2 separate regions of the Sus scrofa genome follow, and region 2 is linked to region 1. Evidence: chromatin contacts called from public Hi-C data. All regions are on one chromosome and are shown on one strand. Each heading gives the region's core, a stretch centred on a gene start, on an enhancer-like site or on the middle of the called end of the contact. The rest is flanking DNA. Distances are from core to core; before and after follow the strand shown. Region 1 holds the start of PRSS35 (inactive serine protease 35). Region 2 holds the start of UBE3D (E3 ubiquitin-protein ligase E3D).

Region 1 (6,550 bases), core at 3,384-5,883:
TTCTGGAGCAAAAAAACCTGAGAATAGCCACCCAAAAAGGGAAGGAGAACAGCTCCATTTTGCCTGCATCATCATACCCCCAAAACTGGCACCACTCATCCTGAAGAGGGGACACCCCAGCTTGAAAGACTTGCCCTCATGAGGAAAGAGTGAGGTGAGCTACCAGCTTTTCCAGCTTTTCCGAGCACAGCATTATGGTCCTGCTTCAGTTTCATTTTTTCCAGGAAGCACAAAGCTGAGACAAAGAGAGATGGCTAAGAACAAGGGAGAAAGCAAGGGCTACTAGGAACCCTAAGAGGCTGCAAAGGCTCTTTGGGTCCACAGTAGCACCTCCAGGTCCAGAAGCTAGGGACCAAGGCAAGTAGCAGAAGTGGACAGAGACAGAGGGATGCAGACACTTGTGTGTGATCATGGTTCTCAGTGACCTGCTCTGCTGATAAACCTGGCAGCTTTCACCATTGAAGAAACCAAAGGTCGGAACAACCACCACAGCCCTCTTGCATATTTCACTGGCTTTGGTCCCCCCACAGGTATTCAAGTCTCTCTCTGCTCCTTACCCTCCCAAACCCTGCCAGAGCCCAGGAACTACATTGACAGCTGGTGCAAGCCTCTGTGGCTTCCTGAGTATAAGATCACAGCCAGGATATCAGAGACTGGCCACTACCACCGTGTGTGTGTGCTCAGGGCTGGCCTCTCCAGCTGTGCATTTGCATGGAACCCACTGCTAGACTTCACTGTTATGAGCATGCATGGGGGGAGGACAGTGAACCTTGGGAAATAGTGCCAACAGTCAGAGCCTCTGCAGCTGCTTATGGGCCAAGATCCAACCCTATCTTTCTATTACATGCTTGCACTGTGCTCACCTGCAGCTAGTGTACCTGCATGCTCCTGGCCCAAGCTCCATCACCAGCCTCCACTGCCACATGCCCATGTCAAGACACAGCAGCCACAGTAGTGCATGCCAGTGGCCATGGCCTCCATAGCTACCAGGGCACCAGTATTTGGCCCCAACACTTGCTGCTGCCTTGGCCCCCACCACTGTGTGTGTATTTGCAACCAACCTCTGCTACTATACAGGTGCCTACAGCTGGTCCCCACAGCCAACTGTGTGTTTGCCACCAGCTCTGGCTACTTCTGCTGCTTGCCCTAGTCTCTAGCTTCTGAACCTGGAGGTGCTGCTGTGGACCCAAAGAGCCTTTGCAGCCTCTTAAGAGTCTTGCAGTACTCACCAAGTAAGTGCTATGGACACCAAGGGCAGGAGCCAACAAGTTACCATGCACCCCTGAACCTGGTGCCAACTCACATCTTTGCACTTGGCTCTCAGTAGCTTTCTTAGCAGAGAGATTCCAGAGGAGGAGAGAATGGGATGATATCCTGAGTGCTAAAAGAAACTGCCAGCCAAGAATACATTACTCAACAAAGTTGTCCTTCAGAAGTGAAGGCAAGATAAAGATTTTGCAAACAAACAAAATCTGAGGGAGTTCATTGACACCAGAACTGCCTCACAAGAAATGCTGAAATGAAAGGCTACTAATTAGAAACATGATAATATATGAAAATAATACACTGGTAAAGGCAAATATAGGCAAGTATAGAGCCAGATTCAGAATACTGTAAGATGGTGATGTGTTAACCTCTTAGCTCTGGTATCAAGGTTGAAAGACAAAATACTAAAAATAACATATAGCTACCATAATTTGTTCGTGGATACATAATATTAAAATGTATATTGTGACATCAAAAATCTAAAGTGTGGCAGAGGGAATAATCAGTAACAGGAGGAAAATTGGAAAATTTACAAATATGTGGAAATTACAGAACCACAGTGAGGTACCACCTCACACGAGTCAGAATGGCTATCATCAATAAGACTACAAATAACAAAGGCTGGAGAGGGTGTGGAGGAAAGGGAACCCTCCTGCACTGTTGGTGGAAATGTAATTTGGTACAACCACTATGGAAAACAATATGAAGTTTCTTCAGAAAACTAAATAAGAGAACTATCATATGATCCAGTAATCCTACTCATAGGCATATATCCAGAAAAAACTTTCATTCGAAAAGATACATGCAGCATTGGTGATATAGTGGAGAGCATAGCTGCCTTCCAAAAAGACAGATGCACCCTTATGGTCATTGTAGCATCATTCACAATAGCCAAGTCCTAAATGTCCATCCATTTAGATGAATAGATTAAGAAGATGTGGTACATATACACAATGGGATACTCCTCAGCCATAAAATAGAACAAAATAATGCCATTTGCAGCAACGTGGGTGCAACCAGAGATTCTCAAACTAAGTAAAGTAAGTCAGAAAGAGAAAGACAAATACCATATGATATCGCTTATATATGGAATGTAAAATGTAACACAGATGAAGCTATCTATAGGATAGAGACTCATAGACATGGAGAACAGACTTGTGGTTGCCACAGGGGAGGGGAAGGGAGTGGGATGGATTGGGAGTTTAGCATTAGTAGATGCAAACTATTATATTTAGAATGGATAAGTAATGAGGTCTTGCTATGTAGCACAGGGAACTATATCCAATCACCTGTGATAGAAAATGATAGAAGATAACACGGGAAAAAGAATGTGTGTGTATATATGTATATACATAAATAACTGGGGCACTTTGATATACTGCAGAAATTGACAGAATATTATAAATAAACTATACTTTAACAAAATTTTTAAAAAATAAAAATAAATGCATAAACCCCCATGTATTTGGAAATTAAACAACACTTCTGAACAACATGTACGTCAAAGATGAAATTAAAAAGGGAATCAAAAAGTATATTGAAACAAGTGAGTAAAGGAACACAAAATATCAAAACCTAGGAGACTCAGCAAAAGCAGTGCTAAGAGGAAAGTTTATAGCAATAAATACTACGTTGAGAAAAACGAAAGCTCTCAAGCAAACTTGATTTTATACCTTAAGGAACTATAAAAACAAGAACAAGCTTAGCCCAAAGTTAGTAGAGGGGAGAAAATAACAAAGATCAGGGTAGAAATAAATGAAATAGAGAACAGAAAAAATTTTTATGGAACTAAGAGTTCACTTTTTGAAAAGATAAAGAAAACCTGACATTTAGCCAGACTTAGCAAGAAAAAAAGAGAGAAGAGTCAATTAAATAAAATCAGAAATGAGCGTTCCGGAGTTCCCGTCGTGGCGCAGTGGTTAACGAATCCGACTAGGAACCATGAGGTTGCGGGTTCGGTCCCTGCCCTTGCTCAGTGGGTTAACGATCCGGCGTTGCCGTGAGCTGTGGTGTAGGTTGCAGACGCGGCTCGGATCCCGCGTTGCTGTGGCTCAGGCGTAGGCCGGTGGCTGCAGCTCCGATTAGACCCCTAGCCTGAGAACCTCTATATGCCGCAGAAGCGGCCCAAGAAATAGCAAAAAAAAAAAAAAAAAAAAAAAAAAAAAAGACAATAAATAAATAAATAAAAAAAATTAACAATATTAAAAAAAAAAAAAAAGAAATGAGAGTTCTTGTGGCTCAGCAGTAACAAACCTATTATCCATGATCTGTGGGTTGGATCTCTGTTCTCAGTGGCTTAAGGATCCAGTGCTGCGGTAAGCTGTAGTACAGGTCACAGACGTGGCCTGGGTCCTGCATTGGGGTGACTGTGGTGTAGGCCAGCAGCTGCAGCTCCAACTTTTTCTTTCTTTTTTTTTTTTGGTCTTTTTGCCTTTTCTAGGGCCGTTCCTGTGGCATATGGAGGTTTTCAGGCTAGGGCCCCTTCCAATCGGAGCTGTAGCCACCGGCCTATGCCAGAGCCATAGCAACGCAGGATCCGAGCCGCGTCTGCGACCTACACCACAGCTCAAGGCAACGCCGGATCCTTAATCCACTGAGCAAGGCCAGGGATCGAACCTGCAACCTCATGGTTCCTAGTTGGATTCGTTAACCACTGCGCCATGACAGGAACTCCAGCCTAGGAACTTTCATATGCTACTGGTGGGTCCCTAAAAAGCAAGCAAGCAAAAAAAAAAAAAAAAAAAAAAAAAATTGCATATAAACTTGAGAAATGAAATAAACCAGTAACGAGCCAAGTATTATGAGACATGCTAAAATCTTCTGTTATAAACTTGTGTGCTTATTTCATCTCCCTTTCTTAAGTCCTGGCACTAAGTTTTTGCATTTATTTTTCTGTGGGTGTTATCTTGCTCCAGACGTGCCAACCAGTAGATGTTGAATGAATAAAGTCCCCTTCCTTACGCCGTCCCCACACCGAAGGAGCACATCTCCTAAGGAGGAGAATAAATGAGTAAGAAAGGAGCGTTGGGACTGAGAATTTTGGTGGGACTGAGGTTTAAAGGCTACTCGCCCAAAATAGAAAAAGCCTACTAGCCTGGGGACACATGGAAACTAACGCGCTCCCCCTGGAGGCCACAAGGATGCTCACAAGGTGACCCAGATCCCAGCCCGCGGGAGGCTGAGACACAGGGTTTGCCAGGTGGGGAGAGCATCCCGGAAGTCGAGGTCTCTGAAAGAGACTGGCTCGGGATGTGGTTGGAAACGCCCCTCATTCTTCTAGACCTCTGGGGTTTAAACCATGAGCAGGTCCCAAACCCCCACAATCCCTCCAAGCACACACTTGGCAGTATTTCTAGACACCGTTTAAGGAATGCATTGCCACAGAGACAGACATCGCTTGTGAACTCCCACTCATGCTGTTTTCCCGATGCTGGGAGCAGAGATGCTGGGGTGAGGGTCTGCACGGTTCCCCACCCAGCATCTTCAAAGTAAACGCTCTCCAGCCTCTGCTCGCTGGGGTTCCTTCTCCCTCTCCACTTCCCTCTCCTGCCCACCTCTCCTCTCATCTCCCGCCCCCCATCGCCGGCGTCCACGCCCCCTTTCCCCTCCCACCTCTCCGCCGGGGGCTCAGCTCGCCTCTAGCCTCCCCTCAGTCTCAGCCTCCAGCTCAGGGTGGTGCTGGCGGGAGTTGGCTGGGCAGCAGGCTCTGGCTGTCCCCAGGCTCGTGGCAGCGGCGCCTTGCCCTCCTGCCTCTCCAGCTTTAGTGACCGCCTCGGAGGCACTGTGATCAAGCTGAGCAGCACCCCCCCCCCCGGCCCCAGGACCGAGGAAGCTTCGCAGGTAAGCCTCTCCCCCCACCCCTCCGCCAAGGGCGAGACCCTAGAACGCAGAAGTTTCCCTGAGAAAGGCGGGACCCACCCGGGGAGAGCTTCTTTGAAGGGGTCTAAAGATAGGGATCAAACTTAGCACTTTGAGGTCGTCAAAGAAACTGCTCTTCCAAATAGGCAATTCTTTGTGGCGGCCCCTGCATAGTTTAATATTAACAGTAAAAGCGTTTGCATTGGAATATAAATGGAATTCTTTCTACTTAAGCACTACCAGAGGGGACCCTCTTTATTTTTTATGATTATTAACAGATGCCATTGAAAAAGGTGTAAAACGCATTCCTGGAAAGTCTGCTCTTCTTGAAAGCCTCTTTGGCAGGGTTACTATGAAAGCTAGGAATCTGTCTCTCCCTCTCTCTCTCATCAACTTGGCTGCACAGGTCAGCAAAGGGAACAGTGGAAAACAGTTTTTAAATGAGACAATGAAATGAAAGTCTCAGGCCTGCTTTAAAATACTCTATTGTGCGGGGGCAAACTGAAGCAAGAGTGGCAAAATGGTGATTGTTGTAGCTAGGTGATGGGTTATAATTTTCTACTTTATATTATAATGTGCCTCTACTTTTGTGTAGTTTGCAATTTTCTATAATCAAAAGTTTTTGAAAAGTTGTAGAAAACATGCCCAGCCTGACTCCTCTGACCTTTTTATACTGTCATTGATTTGAAAGAAGCTGCCTCTCTGATCTAGATGTTCTTTCCCTCTCCATTAACCCTTCTCACTTCTGCAGTTAATTCTCGTTTTTATCCTGAGTGCATTTGTCTCCACAGAGAACTGTAACAGTCATATTTTGCTGCTTGGAGAATTACACTTAGAATCTGGTTTATCATTTAGAAGAGAGAATGTTGAAATTCCAGACGAATAAGACATCTAGGCTTAAAAGTAGTGTGCCAGCATCATATGGAATTTTATTTTTATTAGGAAATACTAGAGGAGCTCCTTTAATGTGAGAAGAGGTTGGACGTGGATACTCTTCCTATTTTCCTTCCAGACAGCTCGGAAGACTGTACACTTTGAAGAATTTTTTGTATGTTTTTAAATGTGAGATTGTTTAGCTTAGTGCTTGGCACGTAGAATGTGCTCATTATATGTTAAAATAAACACCTGCTAATATGAGCTAATTCTCCCTGTTGAGTTAATTATTTATCTTTCTCTGTCCATTGCTCAACTATCCAACGCAAGCATATTGCATTTTTTTGCTTTTTTCTTTTTTGGCCACCTTGTGGCACATGGAATTCCCAAGCTAGGGATCAGATCTGAGCCACAGTTGTGATCTATGCTGCAGTTGCAGCAACACCAGATCCTTAAGCTACTGTGCTGGGCTGGGGGTTGAACCTATGTCCCAGCATTCCAGAGATGGTGCTGATCCCATTGCGCCACAGTGGGAACTCCGCTTATTGCATTT
Region 2 (6,491 bases), core at 2,197-4,696, 410 kb before region 1:
ATGAAATGCTAAAAGTACTTAAGATAGGAAAAGAATAAAAAATGATATCATTTGAATTAACTACAAATAGACAAAAAAAATTCCAATTAAAATGCAGAGATTGTCATTATGAATTTTTAAAAACTCCACCCAGTATATGCTTTCAAATTTTTACATATAAAGATACAGGTTGAGAGTAAAAGGGTAGTATAAGACATACCATGCAAACAGTACAGTCAGCTGATTTCTGACAAAAGACACTGAGTTATTTCAATGGAAGAAATGACAGCCTTTTAACTAATGATGATGGAAAAACTGGGCATTCTTATAGAAAAAAATAAACTTTGACCCTTACATTGTGCCAAATACAAAAATTAACTTGACATGATCTAGACCTAAATGTAAAAGCTAAAACTATGTAACTCCTAGAAAATAAACAAAGGAAAAAAATCTTACAACCTGGAGGAAGGCAAAGGTTTCTTAAGACACTAAGTATTAAAAAAAATAATGCAGGGAGTTCCCATTGTGGCTCAGTAGGGTATGAACCTGACTAGTAACCACGCGGATTCAGGTTTGATACCTGGCCTCGCTCAGTGGGTTAAGGATGGCATTGCTGGGACCTGTTGTGTACGTCAAAGATTTGGCTTGGATCCCCAGTTGTTGTGCCTGTGGTGTAGGCCGGCAGCAGCAACTCCTACTGGACGCTTAACCTGGGAACTTCATATGCTGCAGGTGTGGCCCTAATTAAAAAAAAAAAAAAAGGAAAAAGGAAAAAATGCAAGAGAGAAAGAGAGAGAAAGGAAGGGAGGGAGAAAGGGAGGAAGGAAGAAAGAAAAAGAAAGAGGGAGAAAATAAACTGGATTTCATTATAATTTAGATTTTTCTGTTCATCAAAAGACACTACTGGAGTTCCTCTTGTGGCAAATCAGGATTGGCAATGTCTCTGCAGCAGCAGGATGCAGGTTTGATCCCCAGCCTGGCACATGGATTAAAGGATCCAGCGTTGCTGCTCTGGATCTGATCAGACTGGCTCAGATCTGATCCCTGGCCGGGAACTTCATGTGCCAAAAAGAAAAAAAAAAAAAAAGGAAAGAAAAAGAAAAAAAGATACTTAAGAAAGTGAAAAGGTAATTTATAGATTGAGAGAAAATATTCACATGCACAAGTATAAATGAAAAAATATTTTCAGACTATATAAAGAACTCTTTATGTCCAACAATAAGACAAACAACTTGATAGACGATACTTTAGAAAGGAACACATGTGAATGACCAAAAAGCAAATGAAAAGGTGCTCAACATTCTTAATCAGGGAAATGCAAATTAAAGTGACAGTGAGATGCTAATTTATACCACCAGAATAGCTACAATCAAAAAGACTGACAACAGGACATGCAGGCTAGAAAGTGAAGCTGTTGGAATTCACTTGTTTTTTCCTGGTGAGAACTGGTATAATCACTCTGGAGAACTGTTTAGCTGTTTCTCATGCCCCATCTACCCTATAACCCTGCAAAAATACTTATACAAGAAGATATGAAAGCTTTATTCATAATATGCAAGCTCTAGAAACACACAAATTATCCAGCAATAAAAGAATGGCTGCATGAATTGCAGTATATTCATAAGGCTGAAAACTACTCAGCAAGAAAAAAGAATGGCCTATTGAAATGTGCAGTGACATAGATGAAACATAGACGAAAAGAAACATAGATGAAAAGTATGGCCTATTGAATTATGCAATGACATAGATGAAACAGTAATGTCAGAAACACTGTTGCAGGAAAGCAGCCAGAAACAAGCACATACCTTACAAATCCATTTATACATACTTCAAGGAACGGCAAATGAATCTTTGTTGAAGGAAATCAGAACAGTGGTTGCTTTTATAGGGTAGGGGGACTTAGTGATAATGCTCAACGGCCAAAGACCACTAGCAGCAAACAAGAAATCCAGCAAAATTATGTTTAACTTTCTTAAACAAGGAAGAGTAATTCAGGGAAAGCATGAAGGACTCCTTTGATGAGCAGAAGATGGTCTTGTTTAGTTTTGTGTAAGGTTTGGGCTCTGAGTAACTTTACAAGGTGCATTTGAATTGGACCTGCAGCACTTATTTGAATTCATAATTTGGGGGGGGGGGAGGAAAAAGAGAAAGAAAGAAGAGGAATAAACAGCATCCTTATTTCACAATTGAAAACATTCAAATTAAGGATTCTAATTTGGTGAAGAAGCTAGGATTTGAATCTAGTTCTGCCAATCAACCTCAGAGTGGTGCCTTGTCATAAAACTTTCAAGATTCTAACATCCGATTTACTCTATTTGAAACAGTGGTTACAAGGGAATAATGGAGGTACCATATACTACCAAACAAAAAAAAGAGAACATTTCCCTAATAGTTTCTTGTTTGTGTAAATAATGAAGAGCAAGGTAAGGGCTTACAGACTTCTCATTGGAACTCGGAATACGAAAAACAGAATGAGCTCCAATAAGAAGCCTGAAACCTGTGTTCACTGAACACGCTTTTACTGAACGAGTGTGTCGGTTTCTCTGCACACAGAACAATTTGGGGAGGAGAAAAAAAAACCCGGAGTTTTATTTACAAAAAGGGAAGCTTTCACATTGGAACAGATCGTATAACGAGGATTCCAAAGGGGCAAACCAAGCACGTTTGGCACTGTCTTTGTTGGAAACGCAGGGCATAGTCAACGACTTGAACATTAGGGATCCTCAAACTTAAGTGTGCCTCTGGATCCCAGGAAACGTGTTGAAATCTAAGTTCGGATTCAGCAGGTCTGGTGTGGGACCGAGACAAGGCATTGCTAAAAAGCTCCCAGGTGATTCAAGATTGCCAGTGGAGGTGGCGGAGGTGGGGGGTAGGGGAATGAGGGCGCAGGGATGAGGTACTCGGCTTTGAGTATCCCAGAAGCTCAAAGCATCTGGAGAAACAAACTCAAAATTCCATCCTTCCGAGGGAGGCGGAGCCTGCCCGGCAGCAGAAAGGCGTGCCCCGCTGCGTTGGGGAGCCCACACGCCACAGCCCGCCTTACCCCAGGATCAGCAGCGCGCTCTGCAGCTGTCTCCGCACCTCCAGGAACACACGCACTTGCGCCCCAGCCGCCGCCATTGCGGGCGACCAGGGCCCGGGGTTCGCAGCGGCAACACGTGCAGCCCGAGCTGGAGCTGCGGCGGCAGCGGAGGTGCCGGCGTCGTGGATCCGGAGCTCGGCTGCTCGACTACTCGCCAGCCCACAGCGCCACCAGACGGGCGGAGAGTGCGCCGCCTCGAGACTGGTTCTGGCGGTCACCGGCAGTTTCTGATCCGAGCTTGGGGGCTGATCTCTGAGAAACGTGGGCAGAAGAGCAGAACTACCCTCCCACTCTGTTTCTTAAGGGCGCCACCCGGTGCGTCAGGCTCCCTGGATATGACCTTCAGAGTAAGATCCCAAGTACTCTCCCTTGGCTAGTGCGGGTAGGGATGAGGCTGGACGAGAGGGAGATGATAGGCGGGCACTGTCATCAGGACTAAGACCCATCCCACACACACTTTATCTTGGCTTTGTTGTTATTTTTAATGGACTACAGCCTTTTTCTTTAATGAACGCTGGTCGGTCGTATTTTAGTTCTCTTCTGAGGCAACAGATGTCCAGAATTGACTTGGCATTGCTTCTAAATTTAGGCTGGATCGCTCCAAAATGGAAACGGTTGCAAAAATGTGAGATGTTTCCTGTTATCTCTGCTGTTATATCCAGTATCATGAAGCACAGGATTATGCATGTCTATAACCTTTGAAAAGAGGAAGATGAGAATGATTCCACATGTACATTTTCACTATTCACTTTTGCAAAGGTAAAAATTGACTCAGGGGAGTTGTAATTTATTTCATTGCTATTAGAAAATGATTTTGGAAAGTTTCACCCACTGAAGAAAAGGATCTAGTATAAAGTAAATAGTTATCATGGGAAAATATTAAAATATAAGGCTACAGTAGAATTATAATACGAATATATTTTTTAGAGCAAGAGGCTTTAAAAGAAAAACAATGTTCACTTGTATGCGGAAAAATCATGTTTATTGATGTTCTACTTTATCATTTTAAGGTTGTAATTACCACACACTAAACATATTAATTTCAAGATTTTCTAGGAGTTCCTGTCCTGGCTCAGTGGTTAACAAACCCAACTAGAATTCATGAGGATGCTGGTTCAATTCCTGGCCTTGCTCAGTGGGTTAAGGATCTAGTGTTGCCCTGAGCTGTGGTGTAGGTGGTAGACACCACATAGATCCCCTGTTGCTGCAGCTCTGATTTGACCCCTAGCCTGGGAACCTCCATATGCTGCCCAGTGCAGCCCTAAAACAACAAACAAAAAAAGATTTCCAAATGAAAATAAAGCCATGTCCCTCGAGGGGTACTAGATTAAGACAATTTTTCTAAAATATTTATATGGAGTTTTTAAAGCTCATTTTGTTTCACAAAATCCTACATCCATCAGAATTCAAATTCATGGATGGAGGTAACAACCCAATTAAAAGAATTAAATTTACTGGTATTTCATCACAACAATGGTGATGAAGGGTAGTGTTTTTTTGTTTTGTTTCTTTGTTTTTTGGGGGCTACACCCACAGCATATGGAAGTTACCAAGCCAGGGATTGAATGCAAGTCACAGCTGCAACCTACCCCACAGCAGTGGCAACCCTGGATTCTTTAACCCACTGTATTGGGCCGGGGATCAAACCTGAGCCCAGGCAGTAGGATTCTTAACCCACTGTGCCACAATAGGAACTCCAGGGCGATGGGTTTTTTTTTGTTGTTTTGTTTTGTTTTGTTTTTTGCTTGTTACGGCTGCATCTGGATCATATGGAAGCTCCCAGGCTAGGGGTCGAATCAGACCTACAGCTGCTGGCCTATGCCACAGCAACTTGGGATACAGCCGAGTCTTCGACCTATACCACAGCTCAAGGCAACGCCGGATCCTTGACCCACTGAGCATGGTCAGGGATCGAATCTGCATCACCATGGATCCTAGTCAGGTTCATTAACCGCTGAGCCACAAAGGGAACTCCCTCCAGGGTGATTTTTTTTTTTTTTTTTTTGTCTTTTTTGCCTTTTTTTCTAGGGCCACATCTGAGTCATGTGGAGGTTCCCAGGGTAGGTAGGGGTCTAATCAGAGCTGAAGCGCTGGCCTGCGCCAGAGCCACAGCAACTTGGGATCTCTGCCACGTCTGCACCTACACCACAGCCCACAGCAACGCTGGATCCTTAACCCACTGAGCAAGGCCAAGGATCAAACCTGCAACCTCATGGTTCCTTGTCAGATGTGTTACCACTGAGCCATGACGGAAACACCCCAGGGTGATGGTTTTGATGAAAGAAATTTTCCCATAGTAAGATACGGGGAAGTCATTCTGGCTTAAACATGATTTGACCTGAACTTAAGGTTAACCAATAGAGCCTATTCGTGGTCTATTAAATAAACATTGTACATCTGCCTTAACCATAAAGAAAATAATGCATTAAAAAAATAACAATGGCATAACTGTGGTTCAGGCATTCAAATGGAGCCAGGTGGCCATCGTGGATATGGCTTCAGACACATTCCTGTATCACTAAGAATCTGAATTTTCTAAACTATATCACTCAGACTCAAGGACACCCTCAGCCTTTCTCAAAACAACATCTGCTAGCAGCTGTCAGCTGCAACCTTATAGTCTCAAGGCCTCCCCTTATAAGTATACAATTTCAGAGCTGGACCAATCCTTATTTAACAAGGACCCTTCCTTTCTGCCAGCTCTAATCTTAATTCTTGACGAATAATTTACGTGACTTTGTGTCTTTTGCTGTTATAAGCCTCCAGCATTCTGTAGTCTGGTGGAACACAATTCAAATACATCTTCAGTCTGTGTCTCCCAGGCTATAGTCCTCAATTTGGCTTAAATAAAACTCTTTTCTATCCCTGTCATATATTAGTTTATTGATTATTTCCCTCCACAATGTCAACTCTGCATATCTCCCACCATTAACATCAAAGATTTTAGGTATTTAAATGCTGCCACATTATGTTGAAACATGTAACATTCTTAACACAGGATACCGTACATATTGATGTTTGTTTTTAAGGATTGTTATATTTTATATTTAGTCACACATTCTCAAGAAAAATCTATGATTTTTTGACCCGACATTTTAGGTGAAAGGAGGCAATCCTCCATGGAACTACATGATTTGGGGTTCTAGAATCAAAATAAGTTCCTAATATGATAACAACTATCTATCTCCTAACTTCGAAAGTCTTCTAACTTCTCTGGGCTTAGAATTAGTTAAGCAAAAAAAGCTGTTTTCGATTCCTAGCATCACGCGGAATTGGGATTGGCGCGGGCTGGCTGAAAATACCTGTTACCTCCCCTTCCATCCCCCTCCCTCAATAGGCGGCAGTGGGCCGCTTCCCCAACAGTCCGCCTGAGGGCGCTGTGGCGACAGCCAGCGCCGGGAGGCGAAGAACCGACCGGGGGCGGGGACGA

Evidence for each region. Hi-C and Micro-C count contacts between places; a contact is called where the count stands out from the background.
Region 2: a contact with region 1 is called in a Hi-C map of embryonic fibroblasts, with 5 times the contacts expected there. The contact joins the promoter of UBE3D here to the promoter of PRSS35 in region 1. A contact is called at or near these places in 1 of 5 promoter capture datasets (fetal liver), 10 of 47 Hi-C or Micro-C datasets (embryonic fibroblasts, fetal skeletal muscle, fibroblasts and 4 more) and 1 of 2 datasets of contacts at active chromatin or transcription factors (skeletal muscle).

What each region holds. Positions count from the first base shown.
Region 1 is chr1:82,732,966-82,739,515 of Sscrofa11.1, reverse strand. PRSS35 (inactive serine protease 35) reads left to right here and starts at 4,633. Exons shown (of 2, transcript XM_005659406.3): 1 at 4,633-5,106. It also overlaps the pseudogene LOC102163543.
Region 2 is chr1:83,137,434-83,143,924 of Sscrofa11.1, reverse strand. It overlaps UBE3D (E3 ubiquitin-protein ligase E3D), which reads right to left and starts at 3,446. Exons shown (of 10, transcript XM_021091912.1): 1 at 3,023-3,446. The coding sequence starts at 3,099. It overlaps DOPEY1 (protein dopey-1), which reads left to right and starts at 6,484. Exons shown (of 37, transcript XM_021091876.1): 1 at 6,484-6,491.